2 separate regions of the Mus musculus genome follow, and region 2 is linked to region 1. The links are chromatin contacts, called in public promoter capture Hi-C maps. All regions are on one chromosome and are shown on one strand. The core of a region is the stretch at or near the end of the contact, and the rest is flanking DNA. Distances in the headings are between cores, read along the strand shown. Region 1 overlaps Eml4 (echinoderm microtubule associated protein like 4). Region 2 holds the start of Haao (3-hydroxyanthranilate 3,4-dioxygenase).

The links. Promoter capture Hi-C pulls out the DNA fragments that hold promoters and counts their contacts.
Region 2: a promoter capture Hi-C map of embryonic stem cells shows a contact between it and region 1, with 5 times the contacts expected there. The contact joins the promoter of Haao here to the enhancer-like site in region 1. A contact is called at or near these places in 18 of 39 promoter capture datasets (the 3T3-L1 cell line, 3T3-L1-derived adipocytes, the HPC-7 cell line and 11 more), 15 of 484 Hi-C or Micro-C datasets (cardiomyocytes, cerebellum, cerebral cortex and 6 more), 3 of 115 datasets of contacts at active chromatin or transcription factors (all in embryonic stem cells) and 2 of 9 other capture datasets (embryonic stem cells and liver).

What each region holds. Positions count from the first base shown.
Region 1 is chr17:83,472,774-83,479,309 of GRCm38.p6, reverse strand. Eml4 (echinoderm microtubule associated protein like 4) reads right to left here. Exons shown (of 23, transcript NM_001379374.1): 20 at 6,177-6,264; 21 at 5,562-5,660; 22 at 1,976-2,106; 23 at 1-1,604. The coding sequence ends at 1,143. It overlaps Gm46594 (a long non-coding RNA gene), which reads left to right and starts at 6,258. Exons shown (of 3, transcript XR_003952356.1): 1 at 6,258-6,536. Within about 2 kb of position 1,914, at least 6 of the 459 cell types and tissues checked have an H3K27ac peak or open chromatin away from gene starts, as enhancers often do. A contact at or near this core is called in embryonic stem cells, where this site is marked.
Region 2 is chr17:83,841,771-83,848,484 of GRCm38.p6, reverse strand. It overlaps Haao (3-hydroxyanthranilate 3,4-dioxygenase), which reads left to right and starts at 1,695. Exons shown (of 10, transcript NM_025325.2): 1 at 1,695-1,848; 2 at 5,211-5,289. The coding sequence starts at 1,769. It also overlaps the pseudogene Gm19260.

The sequences.
Region 1 (6,536 bases), core at 665-3,164:
ATCTGACAAAGCTTAGAAAGCCCGACCTGCCCACGTACACTACTAACACATGCACTGCCCAGACCAAAGCCGCCATACAAGGGCTGCAAGGCTCACAGGAGGAGGAAATGCCCACAGATAGCACATCCGCAAGGGGTGCGTGCAGCCTATAAGCGGCACTGTGACTATTACACTTCTGTAAAAAAAAGACATCTTATCTCTTGGTGTAATTTGTATAAAAATTACAACTAGACCAATGAATTTCAAGCACCAATTTGACCACTTAGCGACTGTGTGAGGGAACAGATAGCGCTGAAGGCTAGCAGTTAGCAGGTCGTCATTACAGTTCATCTGTTAAAGGCATGTGGTTTGTTTTCTTCCATTCCCTTGAATGCCCAACATTACAGAATGTTTAGGCCAGTGAAGGACTCCTTGGAGAATCGATTCTCTCAGAATCATGGTTTACTATACATGAAAAGCTCTTCAACAAACCAAGGCTTGCTTCTGGGATAGAGCAATCTGTACACAAGCCACTGAGGGCTGCTCCTCGTCAGAACTTAGAAAGGCAGCACCTAGGGAGTAGCCTCCTACCAAGCACGTCTGGACATCTCGGGTAGTGTAAGAAAATGCAATATCCCATGGAAAGGCAACACCATCGCACTTGGCAATGCTAACATTCCCCTTAAGCAAGCTCCCGTTAGACATCTGAGTGGGACGGTATCACAATGACAGCACTTTTGCCTGCTTTCATTTTTTGCATCAGGAAAAAATGGCAGCTTGAGAGCCAGCAGCCACTCGAGCGATGGTGCCTGAGAGGCCTCCAGCTGTTGAGAAAATGGAGGAAATCGCATTCAGGTAACAGGTTTCTTCCAATGGCTGCAGCTGCAGTTTGGTTTCCAGTATCTGCAGCACAAATGTGGATTTCTTGGACACACTCACCTGCCAGTCTCCTCCTGCTATTTAAGTTTGGTGAAGTTGTGAACATCTACCAAACAGTCTCCTGGATTGCTCTAGCTCACTGGTGGCATATCGGACTGCGGACAGTGTCCGATCTCATGGGAAACAAACCTCCATTCACAGTGACCTCACCACTGCCCGGCCCGTTACCTGGCCCCATCACGTCACGGGGTCACGGGTGGCAGAGGAGCCCTGCAGCCTGGGTTTTAGCACAGGGGTGTTATGCCTCGCTCCTCCTCAGGCAGCTCAGTTGCTCCCTGTGTCTCACTTAACTCACTAGCAGGCTCTTCATCAATCACCACACCAAGGTCTTCGCTACCCCACTCGCTCTGCTCCTCGCTGGGCTCTGCGATCTGCTCCAGGCTGTTCTCCACTAGTGTGGGGGAGCTGCCCATCCTGCTTTCCTCTTCAGCCGTCCCAGTTAACGGTAGAGAAGGAGGCAGTGGAGGAGAGTTAGACGGCCTGGCAGTTTCAGAGGAAGAGGCAGGGGTTTTGGTCACACTGGCGTCTGTTATGACCTCGTTTTGAGGCACAGGTAACTTTTCCACAAGCTTCCACTGAATGATGCTCATATCCTTCCCACCAGTTGAAATTAGGTGACTGTCATTATGAGTAAAACTGACGTTGGTCACATGGCTGCTGTGGGCACTGTACTTGTGACTGGGAGCCTAGAAAATAAATCAGATGGGAAAATTAAACTCATTTTTACATGCCTGCTCACAGCAATAGAGATGACCAGGGAGATTAAGTCAGATTATGAAAACAGGTTCATTTATATCTGTGCTAGGAGACATCAGAGCTGAGGAACGGACCTGGGAAGAGCTTCCTTTTTTATTTCTTTAAAAGGAATGAGAGTCTGGAAGTGCACTCCTGTAATGGTACCTGTGAGTCAAAGGCAGGAGGAGTGCTATGAACTCAAGGCTAAAAGATCCTGACTCAGAAAGAAACAACAGGACACTAAGAATCGCCCATCCTCTAGCATGACAAAGGGGAAACGGGGCAAGGGTGTGTTGTGCAGCACATCACCAAGAGAGCTGACCTTGGCTTTGGAGCAGGGGTACTGAAAGAGATGAACTTTGCAGAAATCATCGGCCACTGCGATCACTCTTCTGTTGTGGGATCGAACCAGTGCGTTGATGTCTGTTCCATCGGACCCTTCCGGCCACACCCCTAGAGAAACACGAAAACGTAACTGACGCTTCACACACCCAAACACCTCAAGCCAAGCCACACAGAGCCAGTCCTAGTCAGCAAGAAGCAACAGGCGGTGCCAAGAAACTAGCCTCACTGTGACCTGCTTCTACAACAAGCTGCTTAGGAGACGCCATCAGTTCCTTGTAGAGAGGAAAGCAGAGGCGCTCTGTCAGCAAAGGGTTAGGACTAAGTGCTCCCTTCCTGGTAGGTGAGCGCCTTCAAAAAATGTTCTCATGGAAGGGCCTAGGCAGACATTGTTTAGTGTGCTATATCCTACAGAATTGTGTTAGAAGAGAAGGCATACCAATATACTTAGCAAGTTACTCTGAGGTGGGGTCATCTTGGTCTAGGTGAACAAGCTTCTTTTAGTCCAGACAGAAACTGTAGAAATTAGAGCTGAGGTATTGACTTCCTATGGCTGAATCCTACTCAGTCATTTTTTGGGCTCATTCTATTTTTTTTTTTTTTTTTTTTTTTTTTGTGTGTGTGTATATGAGTGTTTGCTTACAATATGGATAAGCGCAACACATGTGTGCCTGGTGATCACAGATGTCACAAGAGGGTATCTGATCCCTGGAACAGAGTAACCATTCTAAGCCACAATGCTTTTAACTCAGGAGTCCACCTTTCTAGTCCTGAGAACAAATTCATTTTTGGGGGTGGGGGGGAGGTGTATTTGTGTATTATACACTTGTGAGTGTGCAGGGGCAGGTACATGCAAAGCCACAGGAAGATACTGGGAGTCTTACTCCATTCCTCTCTGCCTTGTTCCATTAAGACAGGGTCAGTCAGTGTGCTGGGGAGATAGTTGTTAAGCCCTGATTGCTCCTCCACAGGAATGGGTTTGGGACCTATACTTGCATGGTGGCTCACAATCATCTTTAACTCCAGCTTCAGAGGAGTCAATCAATGTCTTCTGGCCCCCACAGACATGCAGATGACACATTTACATACATGCAAGCAAAATATTCTTTATACATAAATCTTAAAAGGGGGAAAGAGGGTAGAGCCACGGTTTATGCTAGAACAGCTTCCCAGCAAGCCCCTGGGATGTGCCTGCCTTGGCCACACAAGGCTGCAGTTATAGGCATGTTCAGGACCACATCAACTTTCTGTGTGTGCACTGGAAACTCAAACTCAGGTTTTCATGCTTGCATATAAAGTGTTTGTACCCACAAAACATCTCCTTAGCTTCAGGGTCTCTGCTGTGGAAATTAGAGCTGAGGTCTAATAACACTGTCAGTAACATTCAGGAACCTGTCTCTACCTCTCTGTTGATGGGATTACAGTTCAGGCTACTATCTATATCTGATTTTTTACATGTTAGCTAGAAGTCTGAACTTGGGTCTTCATGCTTACATTGCAAGCACTTTGCCAAATAAGCTATCTCCTCAGCCCTATAATCCCCAACTTTTATCTTTAAATAATAATCAGCTAAAAATCACCTTAATATTTTAAAAAAAATGGCACTAGGACAACTGAATGCCAAGAAGAAGAAGAAGGAGAAGGAAGGAGAAGGAAGGAGGAGGGAGGAGGAGGGAGGAGGAAGGAGGAGGAAGGAGGAGGAAGGTGGAAGAAGAAGAGGAGGAGGAGGAAGAGGAGGAGGAGGAGGAGGAGGAGGTGGTGGTGGTGGTGGTGCAAGGACTCTATAAACACCAGTGGAATGTCATGGCACAGTTACACAGCAGTGGTCCCTCCGAAGCCACAGAACAGCAGCACCACACTGTAGTGTAATGCCCGAGAAATGAAGCCTTGTTTGTAGAGTAGACACTCTGTCCATGTGCATAGCATCATTATTATGATGGCTGAGAGGTGGGATGAACAAAATGCAGTCTCTGCCACTCATACAGAAGGATGCCAGAGCCTCGATACACACCAGGGCAGCTTTTTTTTTTTTTTAAAGATTTATTTATTGTATGTGAGTACACTGTTGCTGTCTTTAGGTACACCAGATGTGAGGGTTGTGAGGCACCATGTGGTTGCTGGGAATTGAACTCGGGACCTCTGGAAGAGCAACCAGTTCTCTTAACCACTGAGCCATCTCTCCAGCTTCCAGATGAGTCCCCCCGCCCCCCCCCACCCCCGACAGGGTTATAGGGTTTCTTTGTGTAGCCCTGGCTGTCCTGGAACTCACTCTGTAGACCAGGCTGGCCTCGAACTCAGAAATCCGCCTGCCTCTGCTCCTAAGTGCTGAGATTAAAGGCGTGCGCCACTGCCCTGTGCCAGATGATTCTTAAGTTTTATGGCATTGAGCGTAGCCACTGTCAACAGACCACAGTTGTATGTGTATGTTTATATGAACTATCCAGACCAGGGAACTGACAGAGAAAGCAGATGTGTACTGGCTGCTGGGCTGGGGTAGAGCAGTGGTTCCCAACCTTCCTAACGCTGTGGCTCTTCCTCACGATGGGGTGACTCCCAACCATAAAACTATTTCATTGCTACTTCATAACTAATTTTGCTACTGTTATGAATCATAATGTGAATATCTGATACTTATTTATGATAGGGTACTTATGAAAGGGTTGCTGACTCCTTAAGGGGTCATGACCCACAGCTGAGAACAGTGGGACAGAGGGCACCCTGAGCTCTCTATCCCAGTGCTGAAGGTTCCTTGGAGGTGAGGAAAATGCTGCAAGATCAAAGCACAAGTCCATGAGTGTGGGTTTGGGAAAACCATTGGTTTGTACGCTTTAGGTAAACCAATCAATATGTGTCAAGATCTCAATAATGCTGCTATTTTTTAGAATGTCTTTACTAATTTGAAAACTTCAAACCCACTTTTGGGAAATACTGGAAGGTGTTTTACCCCTTTGTGTCAACTCCTTTCTGTTGAGACAAAGTTTAGGGCTCTGCAGAGACCAATCTCATATTGGTTCAGTCAGTACCTTAGGGTTTTACTGCTATGAACAGACACCATGACCAAGACAACTCTTACAAGGACATTTCATTGGGACTGGCTTACAGGTTCAGAAATTCAGTCCATTATCATCATGGTGGGAAGCATGGCAGTGTGCAGGCAGGCATGGAGCTGGAGGAGTTGAGAGTTCTATATCTTCATCTGAGGGTTGCTTGGAGAAGACTAACTTCCTGACAGCTAGGAGGAAGGTTTATAAGCCCACCCCCAGAGTGACACGCTTTCTCCAATAAGGCCACACATCTTAATGGTGCCACTCTCTGGGACAAGCATATTCAAACACCACAGTTAGTACATTTAATTTCTCTTAATCTGAAAGTAAGAGTCTTACTATATAGTCTTGCCTTGCCTCAAACTCTCAGAGATACACCTACCTATCTGCCTTCTAAATGTTGGGGTTAAAGGAGTGTGCCATCAAGCCTGGCTAATAGCTTTCTTCTATCAAGTTACCTGGTAAACATGATGTATAAAAAGCTCACACACACATTCTTCACATTAGCTGCAATTTTCTTACCAAAGACTTGGAAGCCTAGCACACAGGTATATGTTGTCCAATCGATGTCCTTGCAATCTGATCGGTTCCTGATTAGTTTGCAGCCATTTTCAATGTCCCCTTTAGAAATTTAGAAACAAGAAGTATAATAATAGTGCTGTGTACAAGTGTATATGGAAGTGAATCTTGATTCAAACTAGTCATGTTTATTTATATTTATAACCCACACACTAAAAGACATTTAAGATTCATGTAAAAAGGAAAAGAATGTTTAGCAGGACCTTGCAGAATTACAAAGTGTTTCCCATAGAAGTTTTAATCTTTTCTATGGAAGCATAAAGGCTCACCCATAACATTTGCCCTGCCTCCAGGAAAAGCGGTTAAATGTAACCATTTAGAGCTGTATCAGGTTCACAGAAAGATCTCTCGTGGCAACATCTGCTCAGTTCTATACCATTAAATGGATGCATTGCTTTCTTGGAGAAGAGGCTTGCATGTGAGACTCCTTACTTAGCTTGGAGAACAGAAGCTGTAAGTTAGAGGCCAGCATGCACTCCTCAGAGTTTGCACTCCATGTAGCCTGTACAGCAGTGCCTGACAAACACACTGAGCCCATATATGATTGTTCATACTTACAGTACAGTATCTCGTAGTCACCCGAGTTAGACATTATATGCTTATTGTCTGGGGACCAGTCAAGGTGTGTGATGTAGCTAGAATGTCCCTAAGAAAAGAGTAATAAAGAAAGCATTTAGAGTTTTGAATGACAATTTCCTACTTTACTAACATGCGCCAGGAATCCTAAGGGATGAGAGCATCATAGCCCAAGGCACCAAAGGGTCCAATGGTTCTTTTTACCCTGTCCTCTTAGAAGCCGAGGACACAGTAGACATAGGTATGTGAAGAGAACCAGTGCTAGAAGAATCTGGCAGGATTGTGGTGTTCAAAGGGCTGCACACAACAGGAAAACTACCAAGTTACTGGAACCTGGGAGAA
Region 2 (6,714 bases), core at 446-2,945, 370 kb before region 1:
CTTCAATAAATACTTAGCTGAAACATGCCAAGTGAATAATCAAAAAGATAAAGCTGTAGAAAGGGGCAAGGGTGGTGGAGAGGACACAAGAAGGCCCCTGCCAGGTGCGTGAGATGCTTGCTGAGAGCCTGTCCAAGTTTGGCTTACACCAGCAGAGCTTTTAATTCTGAGAAGAAGAGACTCTGTCAGGCTGCAGACAAGCGAGGGTGGCCATGAGAGCCACGAGGGAGCCACTAGGAATTCTTCTATTCTGTAGTCTGTATTCTGGGCTCAAAGGCCTGAGACCATTTCTTCTCCCTCGCACTGACTTCTGTAGTTCACTCCCTTTCAGTTCTCCCAAGAATTGTGAGTCCTGGAGGGTAGGTGGTCCTTGCCTTCCCCTCTTCCTCCTACGTTTCCTGCCCCAGGGCAACCTTGGCTGAGGAGCCTCTAGTCTGGCAGGCTCTGGGGTGGGTTTGAATGTGCTTGGCCTGGGGAGTGGCACTATTAGGAGGTGTGGCCTTGTTGGAGGAAGTGTGTCAGTGGGGTTGGGGAGGACTTTGAGGCCCTCCTCCTAACTGCCTAGAAGACAGACTGCTCCTGTCTTCTTTTAGAACAAGCTGTAGACCTCTCAGCTCCTTCTCCAGCACCATGCCTGCCTGGGATGCTGCCATGCTTCCCGCCATGATGATAATGGACTGAACCTCTGAACCTGTAAGCCAGCCCCAGTTAAACTTTGTCCTTTATAAGAGGTCTTGGTGTCTCTTCACAGCAATAAAACCCTAAATAAGACAGACACCTAGGACCATCTTCACCTGTAAAGGTCTTCACATGTGGGTGGCTTAAAACATGCAAGGGTGGGGATTGTAGGTTTATGGTGACATCCATCTGTAATCCTAGTACTGAGGTAGAAGGATAGAGTTTGAGGCTAGCCTGAGCTACATAGCAACCTGCCCAACATTCTGGGTCACAAAGTGATTTCTTGTCTCAAAAACAAAAACCAAATAATAAAATATAAACAAGACGTGTGAGGGGACAGGGACATTCTGAAGCTCCATGGCAGAGTTTGCCTAGCACACTAAAGACTCTGGTTCAATTCCCCATGGAGGGGTAAAGAGCTCACTCAGACCAGTGCTGGACACCTCATTCCTGCCCACTACTACTAGGCGCCAGGGCTGCCGAGCTGGACCAGGCCTCAGCTGCAAAGCAAGGTGAGGACAGGGTATCTCAGGTCTAGCCAATCACATCTGCAGGACTGGGCCAGACCTCCGTGCTCCGGAGGAGACTGGATGCAGCCTGTTCATTGCCTCCTGTGATGGCCTCTGTGTGCTCCTGTTGCCTTCAGTCCTCCTTGTGCTCAAAGTCTCCGATTTTCAAACCTTTATTCTCCCAACACAATGTTTCTTTAGAGGCAGGGCAGAAGAAGAAACCCGAAAAGCTGAAAGCCCAGCGTCCTGCATCTTACATGGGCCCAGTAGGTACCAGAGTCCAGCTTCGGTCCAGAGCAACTAGGTGTTGGGAGGATGCTGGCCATGTCCCAGGAGGCGGGTCTGTTCTTGGGCTTTGATCCCTGCTCCGGCGTGTGTGCAGGGGCAGGGCAAGTAGTCTCAGACTCTAGAGCTGCCCCCTCAGAGTGGCAGGGGATTGCTCAGCTCTTTGACCTCTGGTAACCTAATTAACTAGGTGGCCAACAGGAGACTGCGCAGATCGCAGGTCGCAGATCGCATCACTCCAACCTCCCGATTACCTGGCCACCACGTTGTGGGCAGAAGAGTCCTGCCTGCCGGCCATGGAACGCCGTGTGAGAGTGAAGTCTTGGGTAGAAGAGAATCGGGCCTCCTTTCAGCCTCCGGTTTGCAACAAGCTTATGTGAGTCGCCAGCACCCGGTGACTACAACCCACCCTCTTTCTTACTCCTCTTCCCTCAGCTGTCCCCTCCCCCTCTAACCTTGCGTTCCATCCACTTGGTGCTCTTCTGGGGAGGGTGAAAACGACCTGTTTCTTCTTTCACTACCTCAGTATGTTCCTCTTTCTGGAGACCACAGACTTGTGGCCATGACTTCTGAGACCAGCTTGTGTGTCTCTGAGGCTGTGAGAGATGAGGTGGCAGGGTGTGACATTCCTTCCTTCCGCAGCTGAAAGCACCTTTCCAACCCACTGCCCCCATGCACCTTGGGGAGAACCTGGTGTTCAATGCCCCGGACTAGAACTTAAGGCCTGGAGGCCTAGAACCAAGCACCTCAACCCTTGGCAAACCCCGAAGCTATGGAGTCAGATGAACAATTCTTTGGATGAGGGGGCTTGAATTCCCAATCTTCCTGCTTCTATTTCCCAAGTGCCACAACACCCTGTTTCTGAGGTGCTGAGGGAAGAAGTCAGTGAATGCTAGGCTCCCACTTTTCCAAACGGAGCTGCATCCCTAGTCCTGGGGATTCTTAATTCAGGGCTCAAGGCCAGGACACAAACACCAGACCCACCCAAGTCTCCTCTAACTACAGCACAGACTGCCTCCTTCCCCTCCCCCTCCCCTCCCTCAGTTCCACAGCAGAGCTTCTTGCACCACCTCCACAGACCCGAACTCCCCGTGTCTGTGTGGCTATAAGTTATTTCCAGTGGGCAGTGTCCCAACCCAAATGGCTCCAGACATTTCCACCCCAATGGGAAGACTAGCCAAGTATATCACATCGTCTCCTTGACTTCTCACATAGCCCCCCATGAGTTGGGATTTAATAAGTAACTTTCCCAATGTCACAGAACTAGAGGGGGACAGAGTCCATGAGCAAGCCCAGGAAGAGTTTGACTACAAAGTCCACGCATGCTCTTGGTCACTGCGCAATACCCCCGTAGCTAACCAGGACAGCCCCCCCCCCCCCCCGAGCCTCCTCTCTTCTGCCACTGCTGCTTTCCTGTTTGGAGCTTTACCATTTTTGTCTCTCTTCTCCACGTCTTCCCTGTCTGCTGTCTCTCATTTTCACTCCTCCCAGCCTTCCTCCCTCCAAGCCCGTGGGCATTTCTCTGATTCAGTCCACATCAGCCTGGTTAGAAGCAACTGCCTGCCCAGCCTCCAGGCCTGCTTACCCCCACGCCCACCCCACCCCCAGCAGACTAGCCTCTAGAACTTCTCGAGTTCGCCATCATGATCCTAGGGCCTCCCTTTATTCAGTCAGTCGGTATTTGCTGTGCACCACGATGCTCCGACACTGGGCTTACGGCAGGAGGCAAACTGAAAAAAAATGCCTTCCCTGTAGAATTGTTGAGAGGGGACGCCAATCAGTATGAAGTAGCCCATGTCCCTGAGAGGACAGTTTTCATGGCGAGTCTGTGCCATGCCTGGCCCTAGCTTCTCTGGTACTTTGCTGGTATCAGTGGTGTTCCTTGGTTTCAATGCATGAACCCAGTGTCCACTTTCGTCCTCACAGATGCTCTCCCGCTCTGAGTCTCCGCATCCAAAGTCCCACTCTTAAAACCTCACATACTCTGCATTGAGCAAAACATAAAACAGCAGGGACTATCTACCCTTCCTTGTCAGGACTCCTGTTTCCTCAAGGCATCCTCTCTCAGGTTCACACCCACTCTCATACGCTATAGCTGTGTGAGCACAGGAGGTACAGGGTCTGGCTTGTGCATTGTGGCTGGAGGTCATACGTGGGTATAGTTTTCAAATGGGCTTACTCAAGAACTTTCTGAATGTGTTCTAAGTATATCTCAGTCAAGTCTATTAATAAAAAACCAAAAAAAAAAAAAAAGAAAAAGAAAAAAAATGGCTGGAGGGATGGACCAATGGGCAGGGCACTTGCCATCACAGACCTGAAGACCTGAACTGACTCTTAAAAGTTGTCCTCTGACCTCCACATTTACTGCTTATAAGAGCCTCACTGAAAGAAGCCAGGGCAGGAACCTGGAGGCAGGAGCCATGGAGAAGTGTTGCTTGCTGGCTTGCTCTCCATGGCTTGCGCAGTCTACTTTCTTACAGAACCAAGGACCACCAGCCTAGGGATGGCACCATCCACAATGAGCCAGGTCCTTCCCCATCAATCAATAAAACCATCAGTCTGGCTCATAGGCCAATCTGGTGGGGGCATTCTCTTAATTTCCCAAATAACATAAAAGTATCTAACATATAAATACATTTTTAAAAACCCTTGCCAGGCATGGTGGCACATGCCTTTAATCCCAGTACTCAGGAGGCAGAGGCAGGCAGATTTCTGAGTTCTAGGCCAGCCTGGTCTACAAAGCAAGTTCTAGGACAGCCAGGGCTATACAGAGAAACCCTGTCTCGAAAAAAAAAAAACAAAAACCAAAAAACAATAACAACAACAACAACAATCCCTTATGGTAGGTCTGGAGAAGACTCGGTGGTTAAGATCACAGACTGCTCTTCCAGATGCACGGGGGCAGGGGAGGCCTGTGGTATGGGGTGGACATCAACAATGAGGATATCACTAACAATTTCCAGGCCTTTGTGTGGGAGCCAGCCTTGGTGCGTATCAACGCTCTGACAACAGCTTCTGAGGCTGCATGCTTGCCTTATTGTGTCAGTGAATGAGACTATCAGGAACCCCTCCTCCCCCACGCTGCCCCACTGTAGATGCTCCAGCAGCTGGCCAGGCAGAGGCCAAGGCCGCTTCCACTGAGAGGCAGTCTGCATACCTCCTTGTGAGGTGAGGCGGGGGTGGGGTGAGAAAATGGTTGATCATCTGCTGTGTTCTCACTGGAGGTTATTTAAATAAAACTTAAGGTAAAAAAAAAAATCCCTTATGAAATAAATTAAAGCTGCCTTGCTAGACAAGGAAACTAAACCCCAGTAAAGTCAACCACCATGCCCAAGATTGCAATAAAGCTGAATCAGTCTTGGGAGGTGTTTTGTGCTTTGAACACTTGTCAGACACACATCTCCTTGCCCCATTCCTAGATGTCACAGTCTCCTGAGTCCCCTGAGTATGGTCCTTAGAGGTGAAGAGTCTCACAGCAGGCAGGCTGAGTCACCCAAGCTCTTGAGCATGGCCCAGAGTCACCGAGAGCCATGCTTGGCTGTGTTGTGTCTTTGTTGGTCTGAAGACATGCAGACGATCAAACATGGTGACACGTTAATGCGTGCGGAACAATGTGGGTGGGGGAGACCTTCTCCTCTCAGATAAATGTATCAGACCTCTTCCTGTCTCCACAGGTCCCTGCTTCCCCCATCCTTCCCAGGAGTTGACTCGGGTTCTCTTCTTACCTCTCCACTGCAGGCACCAGGAGCAGCTCAAAATCATGTTCGTTGGAGGCCCCAATACCAGGAAGGATTATCACATTGAAGAGGGTGAGGAGGTAGGCCAGGCTGCTCACTCTTGTCACCTGCTGCCACCCGGAGGGTAGGGGGAGTAGACACTTCCTAGACGAGTCCTAGGGCTACAGCGAGTGACCTGGACTCCCATGGGAAGGGAAAATTGTTGCCTTGGAATTGGGGTTCCTGCCTTGTGCCTGGGGATCCTGACTGAGGAGGCTGTAGGCTCCCCACCTCATGCCTACGTGGTGGTATCTCTCCTTCAACCTGAATATGTGATTGACCCTCACAGGAGACACGAACTCTGAGGGACTCCATCATCCTTTGATCCCAGAATCAGGTTCTCCTTCTCCTTCACACAAGGAGCAAATTGTCTGAGGACACAACAGGTAGAGGAGAAATGGAGGACGGAAAGGAACCGGGGAGGTAGAGCATGGGCAGTGCTGAAGAAAGAGTTGGGACTGGGCGGGCCCCCAACTGCTAGGACTTCTATGACGCAGAGTCTGGAGACTGAATTCTGTACATTTACACTTGCTTACTGAAGACACACAAACACACACACAGGCACACGCACACACACACATACACACACATGCACACACACACACATGCACACGCACACACACACACGCACACACACACACACGCACACACACACACATGCACACGCACACACTCTCGCGTGTATCAAAAATTTAGTGTGATGGTGCACATCTGTATTCCTACACTCAGGAGGGAGGCAAAGAGGGTCAGGAGTTCAAGGAGAACTAGGCTGCAAATGAAAATATGTCTGGAAGGAGGAGGAAGAAGAAGTAGAAGAAAGAGGAGGAGGAGGAGAAAAGGAGGAAAAGAAAAGGAAGAGCCGACCCTCCTGAGCGACACAGACACTGTATATATCAGGATTGCTGTGCGCTAGGCAAAGACTACTGTGAATTGTTTCTTGTTTTCTGGAAGACCTGGTTCTAGGGTTTGGGCCTCCACCCCTCTCGCTGACATTCCCAACACAAACTTAAGACCGCTCACCATGAAGCCTTGAGAATTGCTCTGCCGGCAAATACTAAGGGCAACAGAGCAGCAGGCAGAGGATAACAGGCCTGCAGCAACGGTCTGGGCTGAGCACAACCAGTTCCACACACCTTGACCTTCTCCTGGCCGTCGAACACCTCCCTCAAAATGGGTTTCCTGTGATGGAAAAATGATATGAAAATCTAAAGTACAGAGAGAGAGAGAGAGAGAGAGAGAGAGAGAGAGAGAGAGAGAGAGAGGTTAGAGCTGAGTGGCTGTGGTGACTGAGGCCCAGGTGGCCTTTACTGATTGGCAAGCAGACTCATCCCCACTCAACAATTAGGCCTGCTGTCAGTGTCCACCCTGCCTGGCCCCCATTGCCTAGCTCCTTCTTCTCTGCCCTTGCTCATCTCAGGGTCTCTCTGTGCTGCTCCGGAGCATATGTCTGTTCCAACTGGTTTTTA